Regions from separate parts of the Dromaius novaehollandiae genome. Here region 2 is linked to region 1. A link is a contact called in public Hi-C data. All regions are on one chromosome and are shown on one strand. The core of a region is the stretch at or near the end of the contact, and the rest is flanking DNA. Distances in the headings are between cores, read along the strand shown.

Region 1 (6,213 bases), core at 20-2,519:
TTTAGGTTAAAGGAAGAATTTCCAGGGTTTCTTCTTTTATCCGTGTGTGTGTGTGTGTGTGTGTGTGTGTGTGTGTGTGTGTGTGTGTGTGTACATGCGTGCTGGATGCCACCACCAGCAACAGTGGTGATAGCAGCTTCTGATGCTGGGCCAAGCCACACGGCACTCTGAAACTATTGGTTTTACTCCTGGCAAAGGTTGCTTCCCTTGGACTGGCTCTCCAGAAAGTTCTCTACATAGGAACATAAAAGCAAACATACTGGGTCAGTCTAAAGCAAAAAAATGGATGTCTACACAAAAATACAAGAGGACAAGTGCAGATGATATTTCTTAGGGGACTTCTCCCAGCCTCCAGACATTTGCAGCCCACGAGCTCTGTACACTTAAACCCCAAAGGATTCCTTTCATGAAGCTTTCGAATCACTCCTGAATCCATGTGAATTGTTAGCATCCATAACATACTGTTGCAAAAGTTGCACATAAGCCTCTACTTTCAGAGTGCCGAAGGGATAAAGTTGTAAATTATCATTATTTTCCTGGAACTCCTCATATTTTTTAAGTTGGGCCCACCTGTAAGTGGGAAAACATTCTGAAATATCTGGTGCTACTCAAAGCTTCCTGGTGGCTCAGAGTATCTAGTGACTATGTGGCCAGCCTAAAATAAAAAAAAGCAGCTCTGCCATATCCTTAGCAATTTAGGAATGCCCTTTATATCAACTAATAATTTGAGGCAGCTGCAAGTATCCTTGAAAAAGTTTCTTCTGCTTTGGGAAATTAGATCACACTGATAGAAGCAGTTAATCGTGCAGAGGTTTGATCATGCCACCATTATAGCCCTATGTAATGCACAGGTCCTGTTCTCCCTGTATCTAGGTGAAAGTCCTGGGGAAGTTTCAGTGCTCCAGTAAATAGCATTCCCTGCAGCTACAAAGCTTTACGCTTACAACCTCTCCTTCACCTTTCTGACTGAAAATGGTTTGCACAGAAGCAAATACAGAGAAGTAAAGCATAGCAAACACATAGAAAGTAGCACGTATCATGTGAGAGAATGGAGCTGGAGAGAAAAAAACAACTTGCTGAGGCTCCCTGCGCAAGCTCGCTGCCTGACCAGCCAAAGCCAGGAAGCACCTACACCTATGGGGGAGAGGAATAATAAGGCAAAACTTGCGGACAAGCCGAATGCATAAATACGACGCTGCATCGTAACCTGATCGCCTGTTCCAGCCCATTAACATGGCTCTGTTTTGATGAAAGCAGTGCTTGTTGCAGGCACTGCTTTAACTCCTACTGGCTGTAAAATGTGCCCCCAAATTCCTGAGTTACAAGGCTGATCTGTACTGCCCGGCCCCAGATAACGTTTTGTGGAGGAGAATTATAAAACCAGGTTGTTCTTTTCTAACCATGAGCTGCAGAACAGGAAAAGGCAGAGTCTAACACTTACCTGAATATTAAACCTGGCCGCAAAAATGCAGCCGAAATATTTTCCTTCTTAGAAGTCGCTGACTGACCAAAATCCAAACATTTCACATGATGGAGAAACCCTCTGACCTCTAAGACATTTTCTGGTAGAAAAATCACAATAAACAGGGCAAGCAGCAGCAGCCACAGTACAGCGGTGCTCAGAACAGGAGGTCTTGCATTATGAATGTCTGACATCTTCCTAAGCAGCAAGGAACAAAATGTTTTTAAAGGTAATGTAACCGAAATGTGTATGCAGAAGAATGCTTTAAAAGGTTTTAAATATGTATGTAAACAGTAGGTTGACCTCTAGTTTTCCATGAAAACTGCCACAGCTGTTTTCTCCAGAAGGCTTATTAAAATTGTATCTTTCTTGGAGAAAGATTATGTTTGTTCTTATCCTGATCATATGATATCAGGTGACGTAAATTGATATAAAATCCAATGCTAGGATCAATACTGTGATAATAATGCTGAGAGAACTGAAAAATGGATAAAAACATCACGCTCCACAGAAATGTTGATTCACTGACCATCTGTTTTGCTTCAGTTAAGTGCTTTGCTACTTTAGCTTGGCATTAGATTAGTCAGCCCATAAATTAAATAACTGAAGTCATAGTATAATTTTTGGCTACCCTGGTTTAATTTTTTAAGCTCTCAACATTCAAAATGTGACATGTATTTCCTTTCAGATGGATAGTGAACATGTGCCAAATCCTGCCTACTCATCTTAAGCATGAACACAAACAAGTAGCAGTTATAGTCTTGGTTTCTATTAGTCACCCAAACTGAAATAAGAGCTCTTCAGGGTTTAAATATGTGCCTTAAATATATGCTTCTTTATTTGCTTACCTGCTTACATGAACAATTTCTGACCAAAGACACGTGCAATATACATGTAGAAAAGCATTGACAAGAAACAAATTCACTAGCTGTGCTAGAACATTGTGCCCACATTCTGCACTTATCCAGAGACAGAAGCAAGAGAACCCATTAAGAACTTTATAATATCCCAATAAAAGGTTCATTTTTACAGGCCATTAGGATTCCATTAGTCTCATCTATTTATTTCCAGGCTACCCTCAAACTGAAGAGCAAGTATCTAATTGGATGCTTTTGTTAGATTAAAAGAATAGTAACAATGTGATTTTAACCAAGAGAACGTAGTGGATGGCTGCCCACTCATCTGAAAGGCCAAGAAAGAGCTCAGAGGGATGTTCATACACACTTCAGATAAATTTAAAGTGCACACCACAAAGAATTACATTTTCAATAAACAAATATTGCAATGATGTGACCAAGGATATATAATTGATTTTAGACTAAAGATACTTTGATGACATAATTTTCACCCTCATGGCCAGTACGTGGTAACTGTATTACCAAAATATTGGAGAAGGACGTTTATATTATTTTCCTAGAGGATAACATTTCCATTTTAACCACCAAGTAACACCAGAAAATGGCCTAGACCAGACGCAAAATGAAAGACTAAAAGCTAGCTGCTGGAGAGACGAAAGCCTGACACCCAGTCTGGCAAGGAACATAGGCATAACATGACTTTCCTTTGGTCCTGCTTAAGCCTCCTCACTTTCATCAAGCCCCCAGGTATGAGCCTGCAGGAATACCTGCTCCTGCAGCTCAGCATGTGCTTCAAGCCCTCATTCCTCAACACGTCGCATCTTCCTCAGCAACCGGGGCAGAAGTCCCTGCTGTCAAGCCCCCTGTGCTATTCTTAGCTCATGCCAGCTAGATCTTAACAAGCTAGCCGTGCATCGTTGTATCTTCATGTGCTGTGCACCCTTAGAAGGAGGCTGAAAGGTGAGCTCGTTAATAGACAGAGCAGTTTTTGTCTGTTATCAAAGTGCGACTCCAACCGTGGCAAGATACCAGAGAGCAAAAATGAAGAAAAATGCTAAAAGAAGTGGGTAATACATATATTCAACAGCTCTGTGAGTCAATGTGAAAAATGTTCTGGAAAGAATACAAACGCTGTGATTTAGAGCTTATCCAGTCTCTCACAAGGTTAGCAAGACATCTTTTGGGAATAAACAAATTTCTCTCCTCAGACTCATAGAAGCTCTTACATCTCCTTTGGAAGCACCGGGGCCTGACATGAAGCTGGGCAGCTCTGATCACTAGACTGATTCCTGTACTGAGCATGGGCTAAATGCTGAGCTGGAAAAAAATATGAGCAGGCCCACAGATTGAACACTGCTCTAATTCTACAGAAATGATGGTTGTAGGAACAGGACATAGAGTAGGTGAGGACTTATTGGAAAAAGAATGGAGCATGTCAGTAGATGAGCAAGAAGTTGGGAGTGAATAAACTTTAAGAATACCATAGTGAAATAACATGAAAAAATCCAGAAACTAATTGAGCTTTCTGGGGAAAAACAAAAAGTATGATTCAATAACAGGTACAAAAAGCTTGGTGGTGTCCAAGTAAAAAGTATTTTAAATATTACTTTAACAGCACACAGTATCTATTTTGAACTGCTTAACACATTTTTATTTCTACCTTTGGTGGACATAATAATTTGTGTAGGGCTATTTCTATGTAAGGGTTTTCTATATTTATGGTAGAATATACGTGCTTCAGTATGTTCTATGTGTGTCTACAAAACAGTAGGTATTTGGAAGAGTTAGAAATAAAAAGCTCAGACATCTAGAGAAGAGAGAAAAACTGATGTGTTATTTGAAGATGTCAAATGTTATGAAAGCAGCACTTGTAGATCCTGACATCTCGTGGCACACCTGGGTAACTGCAAAACTGTTTGATTTATTTTTATTTTATTTTACTTTGTGGGGGTTCTTTGCTTCGTTTTTTTTTTATTTTTTATTTTTAAGAAGTGCTTGGAAGCCATGTGGATTTAAAGAATAAAATTTTTACTAGAAATTGTTAAGTGAGAAGACTTAAAAATACATGCAGACTAAATGTACAGGTGATTGTCATTCTGGGGAAGAAATATTAGGTAAGTGCTCCCATCCTTGTGGGTGCAGCACAAAATATCTTTAATTGCACTGTAAAACACCTTAATCTTCCCAGCTTGTAAAATATCACAAACATAGTTTTCATATTTCCTAAATCCATAGCTTTTGATCGTAAAACCTACAGTCTGCAAGTGGGAGTCTGCATGATCTTCTCTGTGTTCAGCGGATGGTATTTTAGCCCTGTAGATCTCCCGAATGCAGACAGCATGTTGTATTTCGGAAGCTTCGGAACCATTTCCTATCTTTGTCCAGGACACTGAGGTTCTCATTCGGGCAGGAATTTCAGTCCGGTCGGTCCCCGTCCGCGACAGCCTGTAACCCAGGAGGAGCTCTGGTCACACAGGTCCAGCCTCCCCTCTCACGCTTCCCTTGGGGCACCCAGTTTTGGAGCAGACGCTGCCCATCGCCAGCCACATGACATGCTGTATTCGCCCACGGCCTTGCCGCACGGCCTCGCGTACCAGCCATACATCATGCTTACTCATATTAGACCTTGCATTTGGTTATCGCTGGATATGTTAGTCTCTATGGATACCAAACCATTCTGCTGCCTACAGCCACCCAAATTTAATCCTGTGCTCTGCTTTAAGCTTGTGCTTAAATACTATAGTGAATTGGGACTTTGTATTCCTTGCTCTTGAAAATGTGAAAAGAGCAGAAGCAATTACTGCTTTTAGTACATCATAAACACATTTGTTCCCAATTCCTTTAATTTCTAAGAGATTTTCAGTTTTCATTATTATTTATTGTTTCACCAGTTTTGTCTTTATTGGGCATCCATAAAAAAATACTTCATTATCATCCATAAAGCACAGTTCATGGGCATAGCTGCTCTATGAAGTCAACTGTTTCTTCATTGGCGACAGCTCCTCAGAAATTCAAGGCTTTGATGCTGCTTTGAATTACTTGTATCTTATTTCCCCAGTTATGTTTCTGAAAGATTTCATTTTTTCTACAGCTATTTACATTTATGAATATCCTTGTAAGCTCTGCACTTCTAATTTGTGATGTATTTTGCTTTTAACTACATTAGCTGTTCATAAAAATGCAATGGCATAGAAGAATTTATTCGTAGGCTTCATCCTGCACTTGTGAGTACTAATCATTAACTCTCTCTGTTCCTTTGAGAAGAAATGAAAACATCTGCCCTCTAGTATGCTCCAGCAAAGAAGGTATGTTATTAAAAGCCCCATGTTTTCACTCTCCTTGACTCTAATGGTTGGCATAACCTGTACTGAGAACTAAAAAACCTGCAGGGTGCATGAGACAAAGAGATTGCATTTTGCAAATAACATCAAACCAATCATATTAAACGATTAAAGAAGGAATTAAAAAAAAAAATCTTTTCTTTGCCTGAAGGTTGCCTTTCGCATTGCTGGATGGGGGACCCACACCGCACCTTTACTCCTACGTCTCTCCCTGCCGTCGCACCAGGCTGCAGTGCCTCCGACACTCTTCAGCTTCACCTTCAGTCGGCAGCAGGAGCAGGACCCCGTCCTGTTATGCCACTGGCCTGCCTTGGCCCCCGGCAGATCCGACTTGCCTTATGCTTGTTTGCTGACTTGCCTGATACATTTCTTTTTTAACATACCATTTACATATACAAATGTTTTCCTGATTGAAAAACCCTGATCTGATGCTCACTGGAAATAGCTCCCTTTGGAGAGCTGCTGACCTCAGGAAAAAAGCTTAGGAAATATTTCTAAGTATATTTTTTTTATTCCATCACTCATTTTGTATTTTTAAAGGCTCATTTCTGGA
Region 2 (6,248 bases), core at 501-3,000, 160 kb before region 1:
GTTTTTATTCTCCTGTGATTAGGAAGTCCCCAAAACAAAAACCTGTATGAGCATTAATACCTAGGGAACCAATACTAATACTTTTCTCAGAAACCTAATGAGTTTCAGATCAGAGAAGAAATTTGAAAATTTCAAGACCAATAGAAGATAGCAAGATTTTTCTTACATTACAATTTTCTTACATAAATTGTCAATTGCCATGGACACTTTCCTCTTGCCTAAGTCTTGTAAAGATTGACTGTTAGGCAGTTGAAGCTTTTATCTAGGACATTTGGCTAGAACCTTAGTTGATTAAAAAGGACATTAGTTTGTTGGCTACCATTACCTTTGCAATGTGCCTTCAACTGATCCTTCCAGCCACATTCAATTAACTTGGCTCTCAGCAACTCTTTAAGGCTGTTAAGACAAAAAGTTGAATTCTTGCTAGCAGAAGCAAACATTCCTAACTTAAATATGCATCAGTAGGGAAATTAAGTCTACAATTACTGCTCATGTGACTGACAAGAGGAGCAGCAGAAACGGCTGAACAGCACGTGAATCCTACCCTGAATTGATCCTACCAATTTCAGTTAATTTTACCATGTTGGACAATAAAGAGGTCTTGGCTCAGAAGCTGATTCACAGTACTTCTTCAGGCAGTTTTGCTACTACAGTCACAGAAAAAAGATAGAAACATAAGGATATAAACACTTCAGCTCCCTGAGTCAAGTCTGCTGCCAAATGTGTGCAGGCTTTTAAAGTCAGAACATTTCACTTGCAATCAGGTCTTCAAAATAAATAAAGCTCACCCCACCAAAGAAGAGTTCTGTACTACATATATCTTTAACCACAGGTCTGTCTGCCCAGCCACACTTTATCTCACGTTGGGTGAGGAACAGGGGAACATGTATTCTGGAGTAACATACTAAAAATAAGAGAAATATCCATCTATATAACACGATTTAGAATTAAATAAGAATTTGGAGTTAAATTTAGTTACGCTTTACTTCCAGACGTCATTCACATTCAATAACATTTAAAGCATCTTACAGGGATAGTGCAGGAAACGCACTCACCGTTCTCGCTCTCCTGTTTCTATCAGCTTTTGGTTAATGGTTGCTCTCATCTGGGCATCTTTATTCATTTTGCGAGTCTAGGTTTTCACAGATCTACACAAAGCAAGAGCAAGTTTCAACAATATCAGTAAAGCCCGGGCTTCACCGCCTGAAGCCAAGCGGCCCTTGGCCGGGGCAGGGCCGAGCCGAGAACCGGGGCCGCGGAAACGCCTCCCCCGCCCCGGGCTGCCGGCGACACCGCCCCTCCCTGCCAGGCCCAGGCCCGGGCCCGGGCCCGGGCCCGCCGCAGCCCCCTCTCCTCCCCGCCGCCCCCCAGCGCGGGCAGCGGCGGCTGCCCCCCGGGACGGCGAGTCTCACCTCCCAGCACTGCCTCCCGCCCACCACCCGCGGAAGACGGCGCCACCCCCCCCCCCCCCCACACGCAGCCCAGCGCAGCCCACCACGCTCCACCTCCTCAGCGCGCCGGCGGCGCCGGGAAATGGAGTCCGAGGCCCAGACCCCGGCGGCCAGCTCGGCAACTACAACTCCCAGCATGCTGCGCGCCCCCGCCCCCAGAGGGCGCCTGCGGCTGAGTGCGAACCTCTCTGCCCACGTGCCCCTCTCCGCAGCGCTAGCGACAGTGCTTGGCCCCGAACTACAACTCCCAGCATGCCCCGCGGCGTCCGGCAGGCCTTTCGGCGTCCGGAACTACCCTCCCCGTGGTGCCCTGCGGCCGCTCTCCGCGCGGCCGCTCTCCGCGCTACAGGGCGCGTGGCGGGGAGGGGAGGTGCTGCCGCCTGTGTGCGCTTTCGTGGCGCCGCTGCCGCGCCGGGGATGGAGGGCGCCGCGCACTGCTCCCTGAGGGCGAAGCGCCTCCTCCTGGACCCCAAGTTCGAGGGCTACAAGCTGTCCCTGGAGCCGCTGGCCTGCTACCAGCTGGGGCTCGACGCGGGTGAGGCGCGGCGCGGAGGAGGCCGCGGGCTGGGCCGGCGGCGGGAGGCCGTGGTGAGCCTCGGCCCGCGGCCCTGCGTACCCTGGGGGGGGCGGTGCGGCTCGGCCCAGCCCCGCTGCGGGGGAGGCCGCGCGCCTTGCCCCGTGGGCGGCCTGGGGCGCCCGTAGGTGCTGCTTGTTACGGTGGTTTCCTTGTTAGGGCTGGCTGCACTGTTTTCCGTGGTCCCCCAGCCTCGCCGGCTGGCTTCCTGGTGGACCAAGGTCTCTGCCACGTATCAGACCCCTGACTTCCAGCTGCCTGTCCTGCTCGGCTTGGATTTAGTGTCTGAATGGATCAGGAAACCTGTGGGAGGAATCCGGTATTGGCTTGTGTGCAGGTGGTGAGGCCCCGTGGCCAGCTGATCTCCTTTGAAAAGGTGGTCTTAGAAATAGGCTTGAAGTGAGTAGGCATGAGTTAGAGAAATATGTATGAAACTGATCTCTCGTATAAACTTTAGTAGACCAGCCACTTTTCTTCTTTATTGCACTCTTGGTTCAGAGGTGACACTTCTGGCTACTCGTTCCGTGCTCTGCTTTTCCAGCTAGCTGTTAGCAGCGTTCCAGGTACTGGTCCCTGAGCAGGTCAAGTCGCTGGGCTCTCGGTTCATTGAGAAGAACATGAACATGAAGTAGTGTTTGGGTAGGTGTGCTTACAGCCTTAGTTGTTCCCCCTGAAATCTCTCAGCATTTTGGCTCTGTTGACTTGTTGAATTCAGGTGCGTTCTAAGGTGAATAATTTTATTTCCTTTGTTTTTAAAGCTGTGACTGTAATATAGCACAACTTTGGTGGGCTGACCTTTGCCTGATCTATATATTTACTGAGTGATATGCCTTTCTTCTGAATTACCTTTTAGGCATTTTTAATGTTAGCATTGAGTACATCATGTTAATAGTGAAACAGAAAAGTATGTTTGCTCTGGTGAACTGTCAGCAGTAAGATGGAAGCTGGATGTGAACTGTGTTTGAATGAGGAGTGAATGAGTGTATTTGTTAGGTGATATTATGTATGTGCCAATTATAGGGCTGCAACATTTAGCAAGAATGACATTTTTTGATTGTGTAGTTTGGCATTTTTACTGTTAGGCTGGTGTAGACTATTGAACTGTGTTGCCTTTTAAAAGTTAATTCAAAAAAATGTGTTTGTGTTAGGGGCATACTACAGCTGTGGCAAAGATAGCAACAATTAGCATAGGATAGGTGTAGTTTCTTAGTTTTGCCTCTTAGTTTTGAGACATGAGTTTTGCTAAATTAATATTTAAGATATTTTGGGCTATCTTACTAAAATGTATTCTTTTTTTTAAACGGTTAAAATGTTTTCTGCAGGATTTAAGTTGCCCTCTTTAACTATCATGTAGTTTTGTCTTTCTGCCTGTTTGTTGTTTGTATTTGATGTTCTGCCTGTGTAAAGGTCAAATGAGCTATGTGGTTCTTGGATGGTGTACTGCATACCTATTCTAACTAGATAAGAATAGCACATTTCCATTAAAATACTTAAATGATGGCATTGCTAATGGACAGGTGAATCTAGATGGTTCTTGGCAGGTATTTTATCTAATAGTTACAGTAACTTATGTGAGAGAAGATCAGTGTGTGCACTTCTCTTCCTTTCCCTCTCCACTCCCTGCAACATCCTGACTCATTTTCAGTCCAACTTATTTGCCTATCCTGCTATATCGTTAGTATCAAATCATTTAGTCTGCTCTGTGCACGTGTGTATCTGGATATCAGGCCACTGGATAGTCTAACCCCACTTCTTTTTTATTTGTAACCCAAACTGTGAACCAAACCTGTATCTGGTTCCTCTAGGTGTTTTATCTATCCTTATTTCAGCCTGTCCTTAGGCCATACAACCAGCTCACTATCCATTTTGGTTTTCTTCTGTTTACTTCCAGACAGCTTCCTCACAGTGCAGAGGTAGCCTGTACCAGAACTTTGCATTTCCTGGAGACGGTGGTTTACATTTGAGTTAGATTTAAGGCATCCTTCTATATCTTGGCTTATATTGTGGTCAGAAATATGGGTTGAACCATAGAGACCATGGCCTGTAGGTGATGGCTTTTTCAAATCACTGTGAAGGAGAAGAAATTAATACTGTATGAGAAGGACAAGGACTTCTAGTTTCCAGCACATCTGTGACCAGATTTAAAGTTTCAGAAACACACACACAAGAATTTAGTATTTGGGGATTATTAAATTAACATTGCTCTTTGAGCATAGAACTTGATTTTATTTCCTTATAGTGGTAGTGAATAAAATGTAATAGCTGAAGAGAAAGTCAAAGGATAAGGAACACCATCAGCATGACTAATCTATGATTTTATTCACACATATGCAGAAAGATGTGGTAATAGAATCTGGAAGATTAACGTTAAGCAGTTGTTGAATTTTGTGGGTTGGTTTGTTTGTTTGTTTTTCCAGGAAACTGCTTTGGGGGCATTTGTCTCGAATGACCTGGGATTTGGAGTTCTGTCTGTGTGGCATCCCAAATTTCAAGGCAGTGAGATAAACATGTAGTTTTTACAACATCCAGAATACTTGACAATAAATACAGAGGGGTACTTGCTCTTAACTGGAACTGAGTTACTTCTGCTATAGTACATGCACAGTGTTACTATGAATTTGTGTCTTAAGTATTAGAATAAAGCATTAATCTTCTGTATGTCAATATTTTCATTTGTAAATAAGGTGATTTAGAACCACAAAGTGCTTTATATACATTATTTTTAGCCATTTTTGAGTTTCACTGCTAGCTATAAAATCAAATGAGGAAAAGAATTGATGTGAAATAGAAAATTCTAGTATTTGAGCAGGTGGACAGCAGTATTTGATATAGTTGGACAACTTGTATTGATTGTCATATTCTTGTGACCACAGTGACCTTCATTTCTCGCCATCATATAAAACTTAACGTCCAGCTCTGCCTTTAACTGTTTGAACAGTGGTTGCCATAAATTTGATGTGGTCAGAAGCAGAAAGAAAATGAAAGCCTCTTTTTTGGATCAGCAGTAGAGGCGGGACATTTCTAGTGGTTTTCTTAGATATGTGGCAGTGATGGAGAAGAGTGGTGAATCCTTGTATTATATGGCCCGTTTTAGCTCCTCTGATTAAGATGTTCTTCTTTAATATCTTCCTTATTTGCTACCTGTTCTGCCCTAGACCATCTAACCTTTCAGTCATCTTTTTTTCTCATCTCTCATACTGGTATTTTTTTTTTTTTAAGTAGTAATGACTCTGCACTATTATGCCTTTAATTCTGAACTCTTCATCTTAGATTTTTTTTCACTTTTCTCCTTATTTTTCTTAGTTTATTTCCCTAACTGTTATTCAAATGCTTCCTTTGCATTCAAATTTTGAGGGGATTCCTTTCTCAAAAATCTCTCAACCTGTGGAAGGAGGTGAGGGAGCCTTACTTGCTATCATCTCTTCTGCCCCACCCGATCTCAGCACAGCCCAAAGCTGCAATTGTAAGGCAGATCCTTGTCTCCAACAAGGAGCATGTTGAAGATGGATGATATTTCTAAAGGAATGTATTACGAAAACCCTGATCTAAGCTTCCACTTATCAGATGAAATCTGATTTCTTTTTTCTCCAGATGTTTAGAATTTATTTGAATGTGGGATTTCCACTCCCCTTCCCTCTTCACCTTGTCTCTTTGGCAGAACCATTGTCTATGTACCATAATGCAGGCCATAGCTTTTAGAACTAATAACGTCTGAAAAGTGTACCAAATGTTAACTCGCACATGATTTGCCACAGGCATGCGGGGAATATGTTGCTTTGATCATATACTTTTTTTTTGTGTGCTTTACTTGAAAAATGATGTTAATAAATGATAGCCATACTTTCAATCTGTTCTGATTAGAACATGAGATGTTTTTAATTCCTCTAGTAATTCAGTACTTAAGTGAAAAATGTGGCCCATTAGTAATGCCAGAGCAAAAAAAAAAAAAAATACGTTTGTGTCTTATGGATCTGAAAACACTGATCTGTTTCAGACTTTTATAAAAATTTCCTGTTGTAGTAGCCTTCTTAAAATAATGGTTGTGAAACCCTAGGCAAATGTGAGCCGTGGCTTTTTTGTTTTGGACGTTTACAGCCATAGGTTGTAAATCTAGATTTAGATCTCAGGTACATGTATATGTGTTCTTATGTTGTACTTTAATTTCTTGATAAATAAAATAATATAGAAGTGACTTTTGCCTTGTAGCTCTTGTCAATGAAAAT

The links. A called contact is a pair of places that touch in the nucleus more often than the background predicts.
Region 2: a Hi-C map of liver shows a contact between it and region 1, with 7 times the contacts expected there. The contact joins the promoter of NUDCD1 here to the enhancer-like site in region 1. A contact is called at or near these places in 2 of 4 Hi-C or Micro-C datasets (brain and liver).

Annotation. Positions count from the first base shown.
Region 1 is chr2:150,835,022-150,841,234 of bDroNov1.hap1, reverse strand. No RefSeq gene overlaps it. Among named protein-coding and RNA genes, the nearest start is that of TMEM74, 26 kb to the right of the region's middle. Within about 2 kb of position 1,269, at least 2 of the 2 cell types and tissues checked have open chromatin away from gene starts, as enhancers often do.
Region 2 is chr2:150,995,016-151,001,263 of bDroNov1.hap1, reverse strand. NUDCD1 (NudC domain containing 1) reads left to right here and starts at 1,750. Exons shown (of 11, transcript XM_026099767.2): 1 at 1,750-1,986. The coding sequence starts at 1,869. ENY2 (ENY2 transcription and export complex 2 subunit) reads right to left here and starts at 1,578. Exons shown (of 5, transcript XM_064507807.1): 1 at 1,506-1,578; 2 at 1,056-1,148; 3 at 326-396. The coding sequence starts at 1,123.